Linked DNA regions of Ovis aries: region 1 is linked to region 2. A link is a contact called in public Hi-C data. All regions are on one chromosome and are shown on one strand. Each heading gives the region's core, a stretch centred on a gene start, on an enhancer-like site or on the middle of the called end of the contact. The rest is flanking DNA. Distances are from core to core; before and after follow the strand shown. Region 1 holds the start of TGFBR3 (transforming growth factor beta receptor 3). Region 2 overlaps TGFBR3 (transforming growth factor beta receptor 3).

Region 1 (4,084 bases), core at 1,469-3,968, 170 kb after region 2:
TTCTCCATAGTCAAGTCAGAAAGCAAACTGGTTGTTTTGCTAGATAAAGCCACAACATTTTCCATTCCTGAAATGTATGCTGAATACTCGAAAAAAACTGGCTTAGGTGCCCAACAGACATCAATGCATAGTGTGCAATGCTCCCCCTATTGGCTAATATTCAAAATAACAATGAATTCCCCAGGGGTTGCCTTTGAAGTGCTGGGGTTCAAAAGTAAGTTGGTGATTTTTATGCTTAAAAACATGAGCTGGGTCAACAGTTGTTAAGCAAAGGTGCCATGTAATGGTCAGATTCCATCAAAACAGGAAAAATTAAAGTTGACAAATGACAAAGACAAACTGAAGCGCTGAAAACATGCTGAAGCCTTGAAACACTAAACAATGCAGAATTGAAGCCAAAAGCAGAGAACATCAAGAAACAGAGCAACATCCTTTAACTGACACAATGGCATGAAATCAATTTCATTTTAATAGCCCTTAAGGGGGTAAGAATTATTTCCCTGCCTCCTGTGCCAAACCCAAGCTGTTTCCTAAAGAAGCTAAGTAACACTGACCAACAATGTCTGGAGAATTAATATGAGAAATGAAGTTTAAAGATCTAAATTAATTAATATAAATCAGAGTTCTATTTATAATTACTTGGAGCCAGTTTCAGAGAAGCTGAAATTTGGCACCCCCATGGGTAGATCATCTACATTAATCACGGATACCTGATTTGTGTTTCAAGAGATGTGTGTTCAACTCAGTGGGAAGTTGAAGGATGGGAAAAGCTGCCCAAACTCACCGCACACAAATCTGACTGCACTTGCTGCTCTCTGCTGAGTGGCTAAGCTAGCTCTGGAGTCAGACAGAACTAACAGTTGTGTAATAGCCTGGGCAAGTAACTAACTTCTAGTGTCTTATCTGCAAATTAGGGCTATTAATAGTGTTTTTTTCCAGAGAGTTGGTGTAACAATTAAGTGTCCATAAGGCATTTAGGAGAGTGTCTGGCACAGAGTTTGGGCCCAATAAACGTTAGCTTTCATTATTTCCGGAAAGAAAGTAGCTAATTTCACACTGAAGTACCTGTTTGCAACCTAAAGTACTATTCCAGGAAAATTAAAAGGTCTTGACATGTGCTTTGCTACTTGTGCGAGACTTATCTCCTCCCAAACCCATCGCTTATTTCTCTTGGAAGGGATGCAGAGTTCAGAAAAAGTCTGGTTCCCCATCTCAGTCTGTCATTCCTACCATCCCTTACCCTCCACGCTCCCGTCCAGTCTCCACTGGGCTCAGGACAAGCACAGCTAATAGCGGTGCACAGGTACTGTTTAGTACTTTACATATTTTAAATCATTCAATTCTCACAGTAACATTGAGGCCAATACTATTATTATTCCCATTTCACAGCTAAGGGAATGGAGTGATTTTCTTCTCCCAGCTCTTTTTTGTAGACACTAAATCCATTAAGTTCTACTCGGTCAAGGTGGGAGCCAGTATTGGTGGCTCAGATGGTAAAGAAACTGCCTGCCAAGCAGGAAATCCAGGTTCCATCCCTGGGTCGGGAAGATCCCCTGGAGAAGAGAATGGCAACCCACTCCAGCATTCTTGCCTGGAGAATCTCATGGACAGAGGAGCCTGGAGAGCTCGCCACAGTCCGTTACAGACCCTGGGGTCGCAGAGTCGGTCATGAAGGAGTAACTAACACACACACACTGTCAAGGTAATTCACGTTTGACAAGCTGGTCCCCTGCACTAAATGATTCTGGAAAGTGAAGCAAATGCCCTAATAAGAACAAGACTGCAAGGAGATTCTCCTAGCAACAGTCCAAGAGTTTCCAGATTATTCTAACCAAATGAACATGCTAAGGGAAGCCTTCAAAATAAACCGGGAAAGGTGGCTAGCAAGTTAAAGCGGGAGGGAGGATTCTCTGCGGACTCAGGGCTGCAGCGCTCGGCGCCGCCCGCAGTGCACCCTGAGGGCGCGGCCCGCGGGGAGTGAAGCTCCTGTTGGTGCGCCAGTGCCGGGGCCGCAGCCTCTGCAATGGCAATTGAGTATGAACCCACAACAAATCTTTCCCACCGACGGTGTCACGCGCCCAGTGGGAAGTGACCAGCGCGCCCCGCGGAGGTCAGAAGAAACCGCGGAAAGGAAGAGTGAGGGCAGGCGCGGAGCAGATGTCCTCCCCAGCACACCGCATCGCCCGGAGCGCTGCCCACCCGGGACGGCCGCTCCCCTGTGCACCTCACAGCGTAAACACCAACCGACCAACGCCGCCCCCAAGAAGCCCAGGGGTCCTGGCGGCCGGAGCGATCCCGGCCGGGAAACAGGCTCGGAACCCAGCGCAACGCCAACAGCCCCCGCGCAGCCTGGAGAGCCCTTGGCCGGCACGGGTGCTGGGCTAGCCTGGCGGCCAAGGGTGTCCCGGCGCGGGCTGCAGCGCCGCTAGGCTGAGCCCGCACGTACCTCTGAGGCAGTGTGTCAAACGGAGATCCACCCGCCGCAAGTTGCAGGAAAGCAGAGCAAAGTTTCCCCGCCCAGCGCCCGGCGGCCGCGAGCTCCGGCAGCTGCTGCGCCGCGGCGCAACTACGCCATCCCGACCCGCCGGGGACTTTCTCCTCCTGCAGGGAGCTCAGGGAATCGCGCAGGGAAAGTGGCCGGGCACGAGAGCCGCCGACTTCCCTCCCTCACTCACTAGGAAGAGGAAAGCGCCACTCGGCGTCCCCGAAACCCTCGATTACCCCCATCGGGCCGACCCAGCGCACTCGCTCCCCCTCACACACGCGGGCGGGGACGGGCAGGACGCCACAGCAATCAGCGCGCGGGGGGAAGGGCGCTCCTCCTCCGCGGTCCCCACCGGAGCTCCGCGCCGCCGAGAAACTCCTCCTCCCGCCGCCCGCCTCCCCTCTCTCCTCCCCCTTTTCCTTTCGCGCTGATGGATGAACCCCGAGGGCGGCCGGAGCCTGAGTTTCCCTTCGGACCGAGGAGAGAGGGAGAGGAAAGGAGTACCGGGAACGGCTGGGGTGCTGCGCGCCCAGGTTGGGGCGAAAGGCTGTGGGGCAGAGGGTCCCAGTCCTCGGAGAAGAGCCACATTGGGGCAGGGGGCAGGGGTGGAACGTGGACGCGAGCTGCAGGGATTCCCATCCTCCAGCTAGGTGTTTCCAACTTTTCAGAGCTCTCTGGAAGAGTTGGGTTATTTGGTTCCCTCCGTCTTGATATAAAAATTCTAAAACCTGCGGTAAACCTCTTGCGTACACCCTAGCAAAGGCCCCCACGCGCACATTCATTCTGTCCCTGCTTGTTTTTCCCACCTGCTTGCTATATATCAAGATGCGTTCTAATGGTGGGTCTTGTCTCCTCCTAACAGCTGAGAGTGCATAACGCAGCCATTACCCCCTGCTCACTAGATAAATTATACAAATGAAGGAGCCTGGTCAGCATTACTGGCATTATCCCTAGATTGGCGCGATGTAAGTGAAGGTGTTCACGCTGTGCTGCTTCCTGCGTGCAAGTCCGGTTGAACTGACTGCTGCAAGGGTTGATGAACTCTGTCATCAGAATACCGCTTTGATACTCCTTTTTTACACCTGGTTTTTCTGTTAAAAGATATTCTTAAATCAAACGACACTGTTTTACCAAGAGGCTGGTGAAATGACTCTAAGCTGACAGGTTTCAGAGACCAGACGTCCTGTCTTGACTCTGCGCTTTGACTAGATGTGGAACCCTGGACTATGAGCTTAAACTCTCCAAGTCTGATTTCTCCTCTGTTAAATGAGAAGCTTGGCCTAGGAGACCTCTTCAAATCTTAAAAGGTTATGGTCCTAGGCTTTTAATCGCTAGAGAGTAGAATGGGAAAGTTTCTTATATTATTACTTCTGCAATATTATTATTTGGAAAGTTACTGGGTTTTCCTACTTTGGGAGAAGAGGAAGTGTTTCTCCTCTTTTTTCTCTTGTACCTATACACAGAGAACGCACTCAATTGGAGATATTTCCACAAAAGCCAAAACATTATTGAATCACCTGGATTACTGCAAAAATCTCTAAAATGAACAGTTCATTCCTTACCAATATTTATTGAACACCTATTGTGTAAGAGGCTTGA
Region 2 (3,927 bases), core at 1,134-3,633:
ATCTTGCCTTGGATATAACCTTAGGCTTAGGGTTACATCCTATATCAACCTCAGGCACTTAGAACTTTCCTTTAAATGTTCTAGAAGGAAATATTAGGACTAATTTTCACAGACTGACACACTATGAAGCTGGGTTGCTATAGGCCAGGCTCACTAACAGGTGAGAGCCACAGCTATCAGTAAAGGCAGGGGTAACCGCCAGGCCTCCCCTCCTAGATTCCCAACTTTTAAAAGTTATTCTCTGGGTCCCACAGCCACACAAGAAGTTCTGCATGGCTCTCGACCACTGTCCACTATGGCCCAAGCTTGATGGCCACTGGAAGGTGGAGGCCCACAAGGCTAGGGCACCAATGTTTCCTAAGACAACCTAAAGAACACAGCCTAAATCACCCTATATATATATACACATATGCGCTCCCTGAGGACTAAGAGATCAGATTCACTATATTTTCAAATGTATTATAAAATTTCCTGTGGTCTAAAGGAGAAATCGATGCCCTGGAGAATATAATGGTGCAAAGGATTCAGATAAATGACAATCCGTCTCATAACAATAATTTTTCCTTCTCCTTTTATGCCCATCTCTCACAACCTATGTACCAGGTGAGAAAATTCTGTCCCTATAATACATTGTTAATGACACAGCTCAATTATTGGACTTCTAGACGTTGACTGATATGTAAGTGTAAAAGGACGAGAAGCCAGCTTACACTGTGTGAGATATCTAACTAAAATAAACATGCATACTAAGTTATACATAATTACAGCAGATCACAGAAACAAAACTAGACAGAAGATACCCTCCGTGCAAAAAGCCAAAACAATGAGGTCATCACCCTTGCGGATGCCCCCTACCATAGCCACACCAACAAGGTCAAGGGGTTCTGATTTCTGTTGTGGCAAAGGCATGTACTGGTTCTATGTGGGGAGCAACATGAGGCAAACATGACGAACCACAATATGAAACCAAGAAAAATTAAAATATTTGTTAGTTTCCCTTAGAAGTCCTCATGAGACAAGTCAACCCTATAACTCACACAGAGAAGGTCAAAAAACAACTGCAATACAAATCTCAGCGGGACCTGGAAAAATTAATCCTCACGTTGAACTTGTCCTTCGGCTCTCTGTACTCTTGGCACTGTGTACTATTAGAATAGCAAAGATAAAGCCAGACCTCTCGTTCAATGGAAAACAGTCTTGATTTATCGTTCATAAGATACTACTGAATAGCATGCATGGAAAAAAAAAAAAAAAAAGCGTACGGTCAGGATTCATTCTCCAAGACTCCATAAAACTCACAGTTCCCTGCTAACATGAACTTTATGATTTTGACTGGGCAGTTCCCAAACCAAAACCCTCAACCTGCAGCAAGCTGTGATTAAACCTTTCTGGTAGGTCACTGCCTCACCTAAAGATGTCAAAATAACAGGAGAAAATAGATGAAGGCCCACTAACCTTGGGTAGCTTCTGGGGGTCCTTTTCCTTTTTGGTACACAGCGTGAGCTCACACTGGAGAAAGAGCAGGGAGGTATTGAAGACAGGCTTAAAAACAAAGCTGAACCGTTTCTTATCTATCTCGGCTTGTGGGATAGGAAAGTGCACTCTCTTGGGATTGTAGAATTTCACAGATTCATCTTTAGGACAAATGTTCTCAATGATAGTATAATCTGACATCCTATCAGGGTTTGAATACGGAGAGATAAAGCACGTTTGGATGGCAAATCCCAGTTCTTGGTCGGCCTTGGTAACAGACACCTACAACAGAACAGAAAGCTCAATTCAGAAACAAGTTAGCATCTCACTATCACTGTAGGCACAAGGACAGCATACCAACGTGGCCCTTCTGATGAGAGACACTGCTTGATTTGTGTAACACACCTACATAGTCTTCTTTCTAATCACAAAAGTAACAGATTCACTGAAGAAAGAGGTATTTTCCATTTAAATTTGGTATGGATGATGACAGTGAATTATTTAGTTTAAGTGCCAGCCTGGATTCTAATATTCTAAGATTCTAATACAAGATAAATAAGTCTCTTTGACTTCCTATAAGTCCTCTGGCAAATGAAAATAAAAGTACATCATGCACCTAGAGCAGACTTTTCCAAAATAAATAAAACACCAACAGGTAAAAACCCTAATGTCATAACAGTGTTCTCACTTGTAAGGCAACCTCTTTTAAAAATTACTCAAAAAATAAAGGACAGAGGTAGACGTACTTAAACCAGGCAGGGAAGACCAAACTTCCAAACTGCAGCAAGTCAGAAGGAGCCTAAACACCGCAGTAAAGCTACTGATTCATCTGAAGTCCTGCTTCACGGTGAGCAGCCAGAGCTGGCTTCTGGGGCTGGATGTTGGGCATGGTGCAATCTGGTGGCGATCACGGGCCTGGCAAAGTGTCCCAGCTCTTCAGAGGTCCAAACCAGACCTTGCCAAGTACTCTCCCTTCACTCTTTAAGCCCAAGGGTATTTTAAGGGAAATCTAATCTGGAAACGTTTCCGACTCATTTACACTTCCCTCTTACAAAACATTTGTATGGGCTATGTCCAAACCTTGTTAAGGTTCTTTTCTTTAGAAACAGGAAGTAGTGTGTGGCCAAGTGTAAACAGAATTCAAATCTCAACCATCCTGAACTCAGCTAAAATCTCCGAACCAGACTGGATTCTCCATCTGGCGACACATGGATCACTGCGTGAACTGCCTCTCTCCCCTATTGCCTCATTCCTTGACTAAACTAAGAATCAAAATAAACTTAAACACTTTAGAAATAAAGTTGGTCTTTAACCATAAGCCAATAGCCCCAGAATCCTTTCAAAGGCATGAAGCTATAAACACACTTTGCATTCTGAGATACCCACAGGAAATCCCTGATATCACATGGGGCTTTTAGCCCACGGCACTATTTTGAAAGATCCCTATGTGGTTAACTGCAAGACACTCAACAGTGAAGATGATGAAGATGATAATGACATTTTGCTGTGCCTTAAAGCTTACTCCCTGAGAACAATCTTATAAGTATTTTCATCTTCATTTTATAAATGGAGGGAAAATGGAACACACAGGATAGATGACTTGTTCAAAATCATAGCTAGCAAATACTGGGGAAAACCAAGGCTTGAGCCCAGGTCTTCTGAACCCAAGTCCATTTTCTCTTCACTATTTCACTACAGCTACAGGGTCAGTTCAAGCTGCCCAAGATGCGGTCAGGGAGGGTGCTTAGTTATGACATCTTTCCAGGAAGTAGTATTTAGTAGTCTGAAAATATTCACACTTCATTATTTTTACAGTGTTTCTGAAAAACGAGATATTTAATCTCGGAAAAATGGCAAACTACATATACTCTATTTACTCAAAAGTGCCCTTTAACATGAACTCAGAACCAATGCAAACCTTTTCTCTAATCTCAGAGAAAGCATGCAATGGCAGAATAGCTAAGGTACTCCAAAAAAATTGTTTGAGAGGAAAAAAAGATTATTGTCAATAAATCTTTTACTCTGAAATGGACTGGAAGTGAGCAGTGGCAGGACTCTGCTGCTCACTCGCCATGAGCACTGACCTTTGGTTTCTCCCCCCCCAGAATGAGGCACTGACACTGTCTAGATACAGCGACTGTGACAATCTGCACAGTCAAAATTATATGCACACAACACAGCTCTCTGATAGTTAGGAAATGCCAGCTAATACTAGCAGTGCTAATCTAGATTTACATTTGGGGGGTTATATTAGACATCAACCCTGAATACTCATTGGAAGGACTGATGCTGAAGCTGAAGCTCCAGTACTTTGGCCACCTGATGTGAAGAGCTGACTCACTGGAAAAGCCCCTGATGCTGGGGAAAGATTGAAGGCAAGAGGAGAAGGGGGCAACAGAGGATGAGATGGTTGGCTGGCATCACAGACTCAATGAACATGAGTTTGAGGAAACT

The links. Hi-C and Micro-C count contacts between places; a contact is called where the count stands out from the background.
Region 1: a contact with region 2 is called in a Hi-C map of tail adipose tissue, with 2.7 times the contacts expected there. The contact joins the promoter of TGFBR3 here to the enhancer-like site in region 2. A contact is called at or near these places in 2 of 16 Hi-C or Micro-C datasets (omental adipose tissue and tail adipose tissue).

Annotation. Positions count from the first base shown.
Region 1 is chr1:69,155,934-69,160,017 of ARS-UI_Ramb_v3.0, forward strand. It overlaps TGFBR3 (transforming growth factor beta receptor 3), which reads right to left and starts at 2,719. Exons shown (of 18, transcript XM_060411602.1): 1 at 2,447-2,719.
Region 2 is chr1:68,983,663-68,987,589 of ARS-UI_Ramb_v3.0, forward strand. TGFBR3 (transforming growth factor beta receptor 3) reads right to left here. Exons shown (of 18, transcript XM_060411602.1): 14 at 1,456-1,755. Among named protein-coding and RNA genes, the nearest start is that of TGFBR3, 170 kb to the right of the region's middle. Within about 2 kb of position 2,384, at least 5 of the 54 cell types and tissues checked have an H3K27ac peak or open chromatin away from gene starts, as enhancers often do.